2 separate regions of the Mus musculus genome follow, and region 1 is linked to region 2. A link is a contact called in public Hi-C data. All regions are on one chromosome and are shown on one strand. Each heading gives the region's core, a stretch centred on a gene start, on an enhancer-like site or on the middle of the called end of the contact. The rest is flanking DNA. Distances are from core to core; before and after follow the strand shown. Region 1 holds the start of Ntan1 (N-terminal Asn amidase). Region 2 holds the start of 2310015D24Rik (RIKEN cDNA 2310015D24 gene).

Region 1 (6,067 bases), core at 245-2,744, 300 kb after region 2:
ATTCTGAAGGGGAACTTGTCTCCAGAAGAGATCTCAATGAGACCTAAAAAAACTTGTCAGACCACAGAATGAGACTAAAGCCTAAATAATGATGGGTAGGATCCAAACCAGCAGAAATAAGGGCCTCAAACCGGATTTATCTGGCAACCGGATTTCTCTCTCCCTCTCTCTCTCTCTCTCTCTCTCTCTCTCTCTCTCTCTCTCTCTCCCTCCCTCTCTCTCTCCCTCTCCCTCTCCCTCCCTCTCCCTCTCCCCTCTCCCCTCTCCCCTCTCCCCTCTCCCCTCTCCCCTCTCTCTCTCCTCTCTCCTCTCTCCCTCCCAAGTGCTGGGATTAAAGGCATGCGCCACCACTCCACCACTGCCCGACTGTATTTCTTTATCTCATGCTAGTCTCCATAACATTAACCACGCGGAGAAAACAAGATTTATTCCAAGCAGCTCCTCAATAGCTGAGGAGTTAAATGATCTGTTAACCTCTTAAGATAATCTGGCTACCTCCCACCCATGACCCCAATTCTTATCGTCAGGTTCTTTGGGCTTCGTGTGTTTTCATGATCTTGCTCCAGACTCTTTCCTCATTGCTCCAGTTCATCCTCCTAGCCTATCTGAAACTTATGAAATATAAAGCTCCGGGATAATGCGGTGGGCGGGCCCATGTCAAGGTATCCCCCTGAGGAATCACACCTTGAGACAGATCAAATATAAAGATGAAATGAATAGGGATATAGAAAGGGGCAGAAGCGGAGGACAAAGAGAGGGAAGAGAGGCTGCCTGAGAACACATGGGAATAGAGAGTGAAAGAACTGGGGTAGTGACTCCTCTGTATGCTGGTGCTGCTGTCACACTTGCCTTGCACCTGGCGGGCAGCGGGCAATGACACAAGCTGTTGCTGGGTAGCTCTTGGCCTGAGCCTGGTGGAATTGTACACCAATAGAAACTCCCGCTCTCCTTCCCTGTGGTCCCTGCGTCAGACCCCAAGCCCCTCCTACTTCTCTTCTGCCCAGCTGCAGGCTGTAGGCACCTTCATTAACCAATCCGGGATAACTGGGGGGTGGGGGGTGAGGGGGAGGAGTTATATAACAAAAGCAGGTATATGTGAGGACCCTGTTTCTTCCGCGCTTACGCCCCCGCGGTGCTAGCTGGGGCCGCAATTCTCGGGTTCCCCACGCCTTCTGCACTACGTCTGCCAGCTGAAAGGGACGTTGACTGAATAAACTTTTGCGAATCAACTCGGCCGAGGCAGGGGTCAGGGCTGGGTGACGCAAAGCGCGAGGCTACCCTCGAGGTTCTCCTTTCCGCGTCCTTAATGCTCAAGTCTCTGCGACTACAGCTGCTGGCACCAGCCAGGAGGGACACGGGTAGTGAGTGGACGCCGACAAAGTTTGGACTACATCTCCCGTGATGCCTTGCAGCCCAAGGGCTATTCCGTCTCCTCGATCTCTTCGGGCTGCTCCACGTCCGCCTGGACTACACATCCGGGCCGAGTCCGCGGTGGGCGCGGCGCCCACGGTGGGCGTGGCATGCCCCGAGGCGGGGCGAAGCGGAGCGGGGCGGGGCGGGGCGGTGGCCACCTAACTCGGCCTGGCGGCGGCCTAGACGATGCCACTGCTGGTGGATGGGCAGCGCGTCCGTCTGCCACGGTCCGCTGTGGAGCTGGTCCGGGCGCACCCGCCTCTGGAGGTGAGCGACCTACCCGGGCTTTCGGGGCGGATGGGAACTCCGCAGCCCGGCCGCCGACGCGCTTTCACTAGGGACCTGGTGAGACGAGGCCCAGAGAGGTTAAGGTGACTTACGGAAGGTCGCACAGCGCGTACACAGCGCGAGGACACTCGGCGGGCTCTGCAAGTCGGGGCGCTCGTGCGGATCCCCGCATTACCCAGCTGCAGAAAGGTGTGGGCGGGGGTCCCAGTTCTTTGCGCGCTCATTCCTGCCCCCCAGGGCGTAGAGGGGCGCGGATTATTTTTTAGCTAGAAATAAGGGATTCGTTTGGAAGTTGCTGGGTCCGGGAGGACTGCTCCCTGATGGAGTCTTGTTCTTTCCTTGTGGGGACTTCTGAAAGAGGGCTCATAGTGAAGGCAGTGATGACCAAGTATCCCACATACTAATTTGGACTCAGCCCGTCCATGGATCTCACATAGTACAGTCTAGGACGGGACCTGTTTCCTAATCAGTTATAGCCTTGAAGGAAAGATGCCCACGTTCCCTCTGAGAGGTGAAGCACTGCGTCTCTGTGGAGTTTGTGGTTCTGTCTGCTTACTTGCTTTGTCTTCCCCTGGATCTGCTTCCTGGAGCAAATGCTTCCTGAAAGCAGATGGCATTGTGCTAACCGAATATTTGTTGGGTAAGTGAATGGGCAGAATGACCCCTGAGAACTACGGGACAGGGAGACTGACTGTTAATTTGAATTTCAAGACAGCCTGATCCTAATACTGGCTCCTACAAATCGGGCTAGGCACTGTACACTGTGTCGATGAAGCCAGAAATAACACAAGAAAAGTTCCAGCACTTCAAGGATTTAGGAGCCTCTCTCCTGTGTCTGAAACTTGTAGTTTTAGTGGCCACGCAGCACATTACATGAGGCAGAGACGAGGTGATGTAGGGTGGTGTCTCCGGAAGCAAGGGTTTGGTTTATTTAGGGAGACGCAGCCCAGAAAGGATGCAGAGTGGAGAGTTGGTTTTCAAGAGCAGGGAAGTGGGGCCAAGGAGGCCCCCAGTGAGGAGGGCAAAGAGGGCTGCACATAGAGGCCAGGGGAACAGTTGGAGTGAGGACTTCAGGCCCACTTGCCTTAGGGGATGATGTGAAGGCTCCGTAGAGGAAAGTAGAAAATCAGGTCCTTGGTCACAACCATTCTTCTAAGTTTTGGTTCAATTTTGTTTTTGAGACAGGATTTCTCTGTGGAGCCTTGGCTGTCCTGAACTTGTTCCGTAGACCATTCTGGCCTCAAACTCTGAGATCTACCTGCCTCTGCCTCCCCTACTTTATTTATATGCTAGGCAATCTTCTGTTTAAAAAGATTTGGGATAGGGTCTGTGTTGCTCTGGAGTCTCACTGTAGGCTGGCGTCTGGCTCTAAGAGCTCTTCTCTCTCCTTCATCCCACATGCTGGCGTTAAAGATGTGCACTAGCACATGCTGATCTTTCTGTACTTATCTGTGTGAATGTATGCGCACATAGGTGAGTGTGTATGTGTGTGCACAGGGAGGCCAGAAGGTGGCATCAAGCACCTGTCTCTCCACTGTGTGTAATTCCTTTGAGTCACGGTCTCTCCCTGAATATGTGTCTTAGCTAGGCTGGGATGGAGCAAGCCCTAGCCATCCTCTTGCCTCACGCACCTCAGAGTTGGGGTTACAGTCATGTGTGGGAGTCTTGGCTTGTGAGTGCTGGGACCCCACTTCTGGTAGGTTTCCCACAGCAGTTTTAACTACTGCAGCATCCTCTCTGTGTGAGCCCTGTCCTCCTTTTCTATTTCAGAGAGACAAGCTGACCGTGAATGCCTTGAGACCTCTTACTTCAGTGATACTGTGATTAGAGTTATTATCCAATGTGCCCATCATGATACATTAAAAAAAATTATTCTCAGCTGGGCGTGGTGGCGCACGCCTTTAATTTCAGCACTCAGGAGGAAGAGGCAGGCGGATTTCTGAAGTTTGAGGCCAGCCTGGTCTGCAAAGTGAGTTCCAGGACAGCCAGGGCTATACAGAGAAACCCTGTCTGGAAAAACCAAAAAGAAAAAAAAAGTTATAAGAAAATTATTCTCTTATTTATTCTCTTATATATTATTACATCCTGACTGCAGTTCCCCTCTCCACTCATGATCTACTTTTTGAATGACAGCATACTATATATTGTCTTGTTTAGTTTGGTTTGGTTTTTCTGATACAGTTTCACTCTATAGCCCAGGCTGGCCTTCCACACACTCATGTATGCCTCAGCCTTGTAAGTTCTAGGATTGCAAGTGTAAACTATAAACTACCATGGCTGGCTTATTCCTCTGTGCCCTGTCCGTTCCTTTCTCTTTCTTTCTTCCTCCTTCTCTTTTTTCTTTTCTCTTCTTTTCTTTTCTTTTCTTTTCTTTTCTTTTCTTTTCTTTTCTTTTCTCTTCTCTCTTCTCTTTTCTCTTTTCTCTTCTTGTCTTTCTCTTCTTTCTTCCTCTCCTTTCTCTCCTTCCTTCCTTTCTTTTTCTTTTTCTGGGGGTAGTGGTGGTCATGGTGGTGGTAGTGTGAGACAGGGTTTCTCTTTGTATCCCTGGCTGTCCTGGAACACAGAGATATGCCTACCTCTGCCTCCCAAATTCTAGGATTAAAGGCTTGCACCGCCATGCCTGGCTCCCTGTATTTCTTTCTTGTGTTCTATGAGTACACGGCCCCAGTGGGTCATAAGCCTGATTAGTACCCCTCCCCGTTTCCTGCAGTTACACTTCCTTGGGCAACCCCAGCCTGAACATTTTAGATGGAAAATTCCAGAACACTTAACTGTCGTGTGCATGTCTCCCAGTCCTCCCTTCTTTCATGAGAGGTCTCACTGTAGCTCCAGCTGATCACCAACTCATGATCTTCGAAGCCTCACAGGCAGATGCCACCATGCTGGCTAGGAAGTTTGAAACACCTTTCATCATAGCTTGTTGTTAGGGCAATCCCATATTGCTACTGTTAAACTCCTTCCCCAGTATGTCTGGGTTTACTGCTGTCTGATTTTAGGCACCCATTGGTCAACCACAGTAGAAGGCCCCATGCTGTGAGAGTATCTTTGCTCTTATTTACTAGGTTGAGGGCTGTGAGATCAGACACAGTGTGGTGGTTTAAGTGAGACTGGCCCACATAGGCTCATATGTTTGAGCTCCTAGTAAAACTATTTGGGAATGAATAGGAGGTGTGCCCTTCTCAGAGGGGGTGGGTATGGAGGTTTCAAAAGCCCATGACAGACCCAGTGTCTCTCTGCTGCAAAACTCTCAACTATTGCTTTTAACAGCATGCCTGTGTGCTTCTCAGCAAGGCCCCAATTAAACGCTTTTTTTTCCTTCTTTTTTTTTAAAAATAAGAGTTGCCTTTGGCATGGTGTTTCTTAACAGCAATAACCGTGATACAGTGTGACTGTCCTAGGCCCCAAGTTTAGAAAGAAGTTAGGATTGGAACCCTGGTGTCTGCTTTTCACTTTGTTGTGTAATTCAGTACAGTAGCCCCTAGCGATGTGGGGCTGCTAATACAAAAACTTAACTGAGCACACGTGGAGAGGCCCGTAAGCATTAGCAGTCAGTATGCTGAGATAGGCCATTTGGGGATTACACAGTATGTTCCAGGGTAGACAGCAGTCAGAAACTTAGGGCTTGGCACTCATGAGTGGCACTCACTGTGTGTTGACTTCTGCTGGTTTTTTTTTAGAGTTTTCTGTGCTGTGCTGGGGATGGAGCCCAGGGCCTCCCACTCCACACCCCTGCCACTAAGCCACACCCAAACTTCCTGCTATTAATTTGGTACATAGCCCACGATTCACTGTGGAGCAGGTACTTTCACATTTAAAGAAAAGCGCCCGCCTTTAATCCCGGCACTCAGGAGGCAGAGGCAGGTGGATTTCTGAGTTTGAGGCCAGCCTGGTCTACAGAATGAGTTCCAGGACAGCCAGGGCTACACAGAGAAACCCTGTGAAAAACCAAAAGAAAAAAAAAAAGAAAAAAAAAAGAAAAAAAAGAAAAGTGCCATTGGAAGGGAAAGATGAACATAGCAGAAGGGTAAGAGGTGTGGGCTGGTCCTCAGAGTTGCAGATAAGAATTCTTCTTTTCTCACTGGCCACACACAATGCCTATTTCTTAAGCTATACTGGCAGAAGAAGTGAAAGGAATATTTTATAACAGTAAATTACATGAATTCAAATTTCCATGTCACCTGTCACTTTTTTTGTTTTTGTTTTTGTTTTTGTTTTTGGAGACAGGGTTTCTCTGTGTGCTCCTGGCTATCCTGGAACTCACTCTATAGACCAGGCTGGCCTCGAACTCAGAAATCTGCCTGCCTCTGCCTCCTGAGTGCTGGGATTAAAGGCGTGGGCCACCACGCCCGGTACCTGTCACATTTTA
Region 2 (5,476 bases), core at 1,965-4,464:
CATGAAGAAGTGCAGACACCATCCAACTTGAATGGGCAGAGGGGGCTAATGGATCAGACCTGCCCAGTTCCAGCTGAGACACACTGGGTATAGACTCCTTATGCTTTGTTTAAACAAATATTTCCTTCCTTAGGTTGTTTCTTTATTATTATTTATTTGTTGTGTGATATGTGCGTGATGTGTGTAATATGTGTATGTTACATGTGTGTGATGAGTGTGTGAGAGAGATGTCTGTGTGTGATAAGTGAGAGAGAGAGAGAGAGAGAGAGAGAGAGAGAGAGAGAGAACTTTCAGGCATTAACTCACTCATTTTACCTCTACGAGGATTTCAAAGAACACATTCGGGTTCCTAAGCAGCAAGTGCATTGCCCACTGCACTGTCTCGTTCACTGTGTGATCTTTAAAAATATATATCTTATTTTTACTTTATAAATCTTCATGTGGGTGTGATCTGTGGAGGTGTGCACATGCTGTGTGCATGCACGTGGGTGTATGAAAATGATGTATGTTTGTGCATATGTTTGAGTGGGTGCAGGTCACATTCACAGCCCACATGTGAAGGGCAGAGAACAACCTTGGGTCTTAGTCCTGGTCTTCCACTGTGTTTGAAACAGGGTCTATTACTTGTTCTGCACATCAAGTCGGCAAGCCTGTAGTGGCTTCTGAGGAGTCAGTCTGCTGTCCCCATCTTGCAGCAGGAGCACTTGCATCCCAGATAGATGCCACCATGCCTGTCCTTATATGGGGTCTGGGGATCCCAACTAGGTTCTCAGGCTGCACAGTGGCAGCTTTGCCCACTGAGGCATCCCCCAGCCTTCTCACTTTTAATTGATGCATGATCATTGCTCACACTGAATCACTCAAGGTGATTCTTTGTGTGTTTGTGTGTGTGTGTACACGTGTACATATGATTGTGGAGGTCAGAGGGTAGTCTTGTGCAGTATCCTTAGGAAAACTCTGCAGCTCCTTTAAGACCCTCCTTAAAGGGTCTCCCTTGGGTTTGGAGCTCACTCATTATAGGTAGGCTGGCTGGTCAGAGAGCTCCAAGGATCCTGCTGCCACTGTCTCCCCTGGGCTGGACTTACAGGCACAGGCTCAGCCTGGCATTTCTCATACGGTTTCTGGGATTGAACACAGGTCTTGGTGCTTGTGAGGTACCCTTTTTTACCCTTCCAGCATGACATTTTAATAGCTGTAGATAGTGTATAATGAGTAGATCAGGTACCCGACAAACAGGTCACCTCAGCAGTAGCCACTGCTCTGTACGGAGCCCTCAGAAACCACTTGCTCACCATTTTAGGCTGTAGTTGCCATAGTCTGCCCCTGTATGAACACTGGAACTGACTCGGCTCCCTCTGCAGCTTTCCTGTATCTGTGAGCCATCTTTCTCCATACTTCCACCTTACACGTTCTTCTCCAGGTGGCTTGGACTGCAGAACAAAGCCCCCCCGCCGGGATGATTGCTTGCGGACAGTGTTCACAGGGACTCGGCGGCTGAGGTCAGGTAGGGATGACAGGGTTGTTCAGCAACCCCTAGAGAATTTCCAGATCTGGCTCCATGGTGATGCTATGAAGTTGATCAGCATCTCCATCTGGGACCTGACTCTCTCCCTGCTCAGGGTCTGGGCTCCTGAAAGAGAATGGCTTTGTATAGAGAAGAGCCCTTTGAGCCCCTCAGAGTCCAGAATGAGTATGCCCTCAGGATTACACCTGCTCTTGTGGTTTTTTTCTACAGTACTGTCACACCTTACTGACCTGCTGTTTAAGAGGAGGGTTCTCAGGCAGGCTTCATCTTGTCTTTGATAACATCTGAGTCACAGTCACTTCTGTCTTGCTACATCCCTTTTGCTGTACACTGGGCCTTATTTTCATTGTCATCTCACCTTTATAGAAGCAAAAGGAAATGAACAGAAAGCAGAGCTGATGCTCCACTGTGTCATAGCAGCTGGTGGATTGTGAGACTCGGGATGTCCAGGCAGTGATCTCAAATCTTTTTGCCCCATGTCTCTTTTAATGGCTTTGGTTCTGATAGAGAAGCCATGACTCTGCATAGACACTCCAGTTTTTCTTAAAATGCTTCTCTGGGCACTGAGGAGATGCCCCAGGAAGTAAAGCATTTGCCATTCGAGCATGAGGACCTAAGCTTGATCCCCCAAGCCCATGCAAAAATCAGGGTGTGACCCCAACACTGGGTGTGACAGAAGGATCTCAGAAGCTCCTTGGCCAGCCTACCCAACCTGGTGAGCACCAGGTCTCAGTAGGAGACCCTGTCTCAGAAACAATCAAACGAAAACCAAAAATCTGTAGGTAGCACCCAAGGAAATTTACACCCAAGGTTGACCACGTGCGTATGGTCATGTGCACACACACACACACACACACACGCACACGCACACAAACACAAACACACACATTGCATACAAGCAAATGCTTATCTTTCTCCTTCTTCTTTGTGGTACAGAGCAGAATGAAGCAGAGGGAGAGAAGCTCTTTCCTGCAGAGGAACGTTTGCTTCCAGAATTGAGCTGTTTCTCGGCACACTGGTCTATTTTTGCAGTAGAGCTGGCTGCCCCATGCCAAGGTTTCTCACCGCAAATAGAAGTTCTGGAAGGGCCTGCTAGTTTCCTCCAGCCTTCAGACACCTCTTCACATTTCATCTGGTTTATCCTCCCCATTCCCAAAAGGAAATATTTGGAGTATTTTCTGTTCCAGATAGGAGGCTCTCCCCAGGGCGCCCGGCTGGGCAGGAGCCTCATTTCACCCTCAGCCCTGGCCTCTGGTACAGCTTTCACTATCCGGGGAAGCTAAGCTTAGCTCCAGTGTGCCAGTCTAGATCCTAAACTGTAGTCCCAACCATGAGTAAAATAGAGTCCCAGAACCCCCTCCCGTGCCCCTGGTCCCTTCCAATCCCTGGCCCTTCTAAATGGCTGAGGCCCACCTGTCATTGAAACCAGGAGTTGGAAGTTCTTTACACAAGGATCATAGGCAAGATGACATTCAACTGAGACACTTTACAAAGAGATGCCTGAAGTCTGAATGTTCTAGAAACTATCCCTTATAGTTGAATCAAAACAGATGGAGTAAAAAAACAACAAACCTGTTGGTTCTCTGGTTGACCAGGGGGATTGCCAACCTCACAAAGACGTCAAGGGGCCAAAACTTCCTTTAGTTTGTCAGGGAGAAAGCTAGTTCTGGAGGTACTCAGAGTGAGCTTTAGAAGGTTCCAGAACAACAACAAATGCAGCAATCCGAAAAGTTCTCCCATCGCCTAAGTAACTCGGTGTCTTCCAGACTTCTTGTCAGACAGCGACTGAGTGATGCTGTAAACTGCTGTTAGCTTTCCTTTCTCCTTTTGGGGACGGTAGTAATAATGACAATACAGCTCCTGTCACATCAATGAGGCTCTCAGTGTGAGTGACAAGAGCGTCTTAGAGTTGGACTCCTGTACGTGAAAGACTCATTTTCCACGTGGCCCAGCTTGTTCAAACCTAAGGCACTGTCCATTTCAGAGTGCAGACTCCTGATGTCAACAAGACTTAGACACAGATTTGACCCTGAACAACTGTGGGACTTTCAGGGACTTCCAAGCTCTTGTGGGCACCAGAATCCCCAGGAGGCTGTGTCTGCAGACTGCTGGGCTGCATCCCTGGAGCTGTGAGTCAGTCGACCTGGAGTGGGGCCCAAGAATGTGCCTTTCTGAGTAGTTCTCAGGTGACACTGATGTGTCGGGATCTGGGCCACACCCTAAGAATAAGCAGCTTCAAAGACGCTGGCCCTGCCTCTGCCTCAGTGGTGGAGGTCTTAGTGAATCGTGTTATCATTCTGCTCTGTCCTGCCTTCTCCACGATTGTCCTTAACATCTTTAACTGATTTGAGGCGTGGGGTGCTGTGGGAATTGTGGAGAAATGTGTGTATGCTTGTATGAGTGTGGAAGCCAGAGATCGCTGTCAGGTGTCTTCATCAAGCGTCTCTTGCTGAACTCGACTCACCAATTGCCTAGACTTACAAGCCGGCCAGCGAGGATTGCCTGGGTCTACTTCCTCGGCTCTTGGATTACCGGCTTCTCTGTGGATGCTGGGGATTGAACTCGGATCCTATTGCTTGTGTGGCAAGTACTTTACATCTGAGCCATTTCCCCAGCCCCTTGTTTATTTGTTTTTGACACAGAGTCCCACCATATAACCCAGGGTGCTGCTGATCCTCCTGCCTCCTCCCTCCAATGCAGAGATAACAAGCGTGTGCTGACACATTTGGCTGACTTTAATTATATATGCTTATCAGAACAGTGTGATGAGTTTTTCTACGAATGTATACAGTGTTGGCCTTCATCAGAGTTGGGTAGGGAGCATAAGCATTCATCATTTCCTTGTGTTAGGAGCCTTTGAACTCACTTCTAGCCTGGGCTACATAACAAGACCCTTCTCAATATATAAATACAAAACCTGTTAGGTCCTAAAGAAACTCAGGACAAATGGCTAACCATGGTGCCTAATTAATATGCTGACGTGCATGGTGGCTGCAGGCTCACTCAGTACCTGCGGTTCCTCTCTGCCTCTCTCACCTCATTCCCTACTCTAAACCTATCCAGCTCAGGGGCTTCGCTTCCCCTGTGTCTAAGTTAGGGTTTTACTGCTGTGAACAGACACCATGACCAAGACAATTCTTATAAAGGACAGCATTTAATCGGGGCTGGTTTACAGGTTCAGAGGTTCAGTCCAGTATCATCAAGACAGGAGCATGGCAGCATCCAGTCAGGCATGGCACAGGAGAAGCTGAGAGTTCTACATCTTTATCTGAAGATTGCTAGCAAAATACTGGCTTCCAGGCAGCTAGGCTGAGGGTCTTAAAGCCCACACCCACTCCAATAGGGCCACACCTAATCCAACAGGGCCACACCTTCTAATAGTGCCACTCCCTGGGCTGAACATATACAAACCATCACACCCAGCTTCTCTTTCCCAGATAACTGCCATTTTGGCTTGCATTCTTTTGTTTTTTGTTTGTTTTTGTTTTTTGAGACAGGGTTTCTCTGTATAGCCCTGGCTGTCCTGGAGCTCACTTTGTAAACCAGGCTGGCCTCGAACTCAGAAATCCGCCTGCCTCTGCCTCCCGAGTGCTGGGATCAAAGGCGTGCGCCACCACGCCCGGCTTGGCTTGCATTCTTGTGGTCCCTCTCTCTTCTCTTTCCCTACTCCTCTCCTCCCCTGGACCAGTTCAGTCTACGGTCATCTCCAGTCTACTATTTTCTCTCCTTGCTCTGGACGCCTGGCTGTGCTTTTCCTCATATCTACAATAAAAGCCTTCCCCTCACCCACACCTAGGAGTGGATGTGTCTCATTTTCACTCACCTGGAGCTTGGAATGCAGGAGAAGCATATATGAGTTCCCTCTCAAGGGGCTCGGACTCTCTTAACCAAACTGAGCTGCAGATATGACTCTCTTAAGGTGTATGCGGATCATTTGTTTCGCCGGCTTCT

The links. A called contact is a pair of places that touch in the nucleus more often than the background predicts.
Region 1: a Hi-C map of embryonic stem cells shows a contact between it and region 2, with 1.7 times the contacts expected there. The contact joins the promoter of Ntan1 here to the promoter of 2310015D24Rik in region 2. A contact is called at or near these places in 3 of 39 promoter capture datasets (embryonic stem cells, hippocampal neurons and stem cell-derived epiblast-like cells) and 5 of 484 Hi-C or Micro-C datasets (embryonic stem cells and stem cell-derived primordial germ cell-like cells).

The regions. Positions count from the first base shown.
Region 1 is chr16:13,817,757-13,823,823 of GRCm38.p6, forward strand. It overlaps Ntan1 (N-terminal Asn amidase), which reads left to right and starts at 1,495. Exons shown (of 10, transcript NM_010946.4): 1 at 1,495-1,680. The coding sequence starts at 1,600.
Region 2 is chr16:13,517,893-13,523,368 of GRCm38.p6, forward strand. 2310015D24Rik (RIKEN cDNA 2310015D24 gene) reads right to left here and starts at 3,215. Exons shown (of 4, transcript NR_160674.1): 1 at 3,098-3,215; 2 at 1,756-1,883; 3 at 1,293-1,630.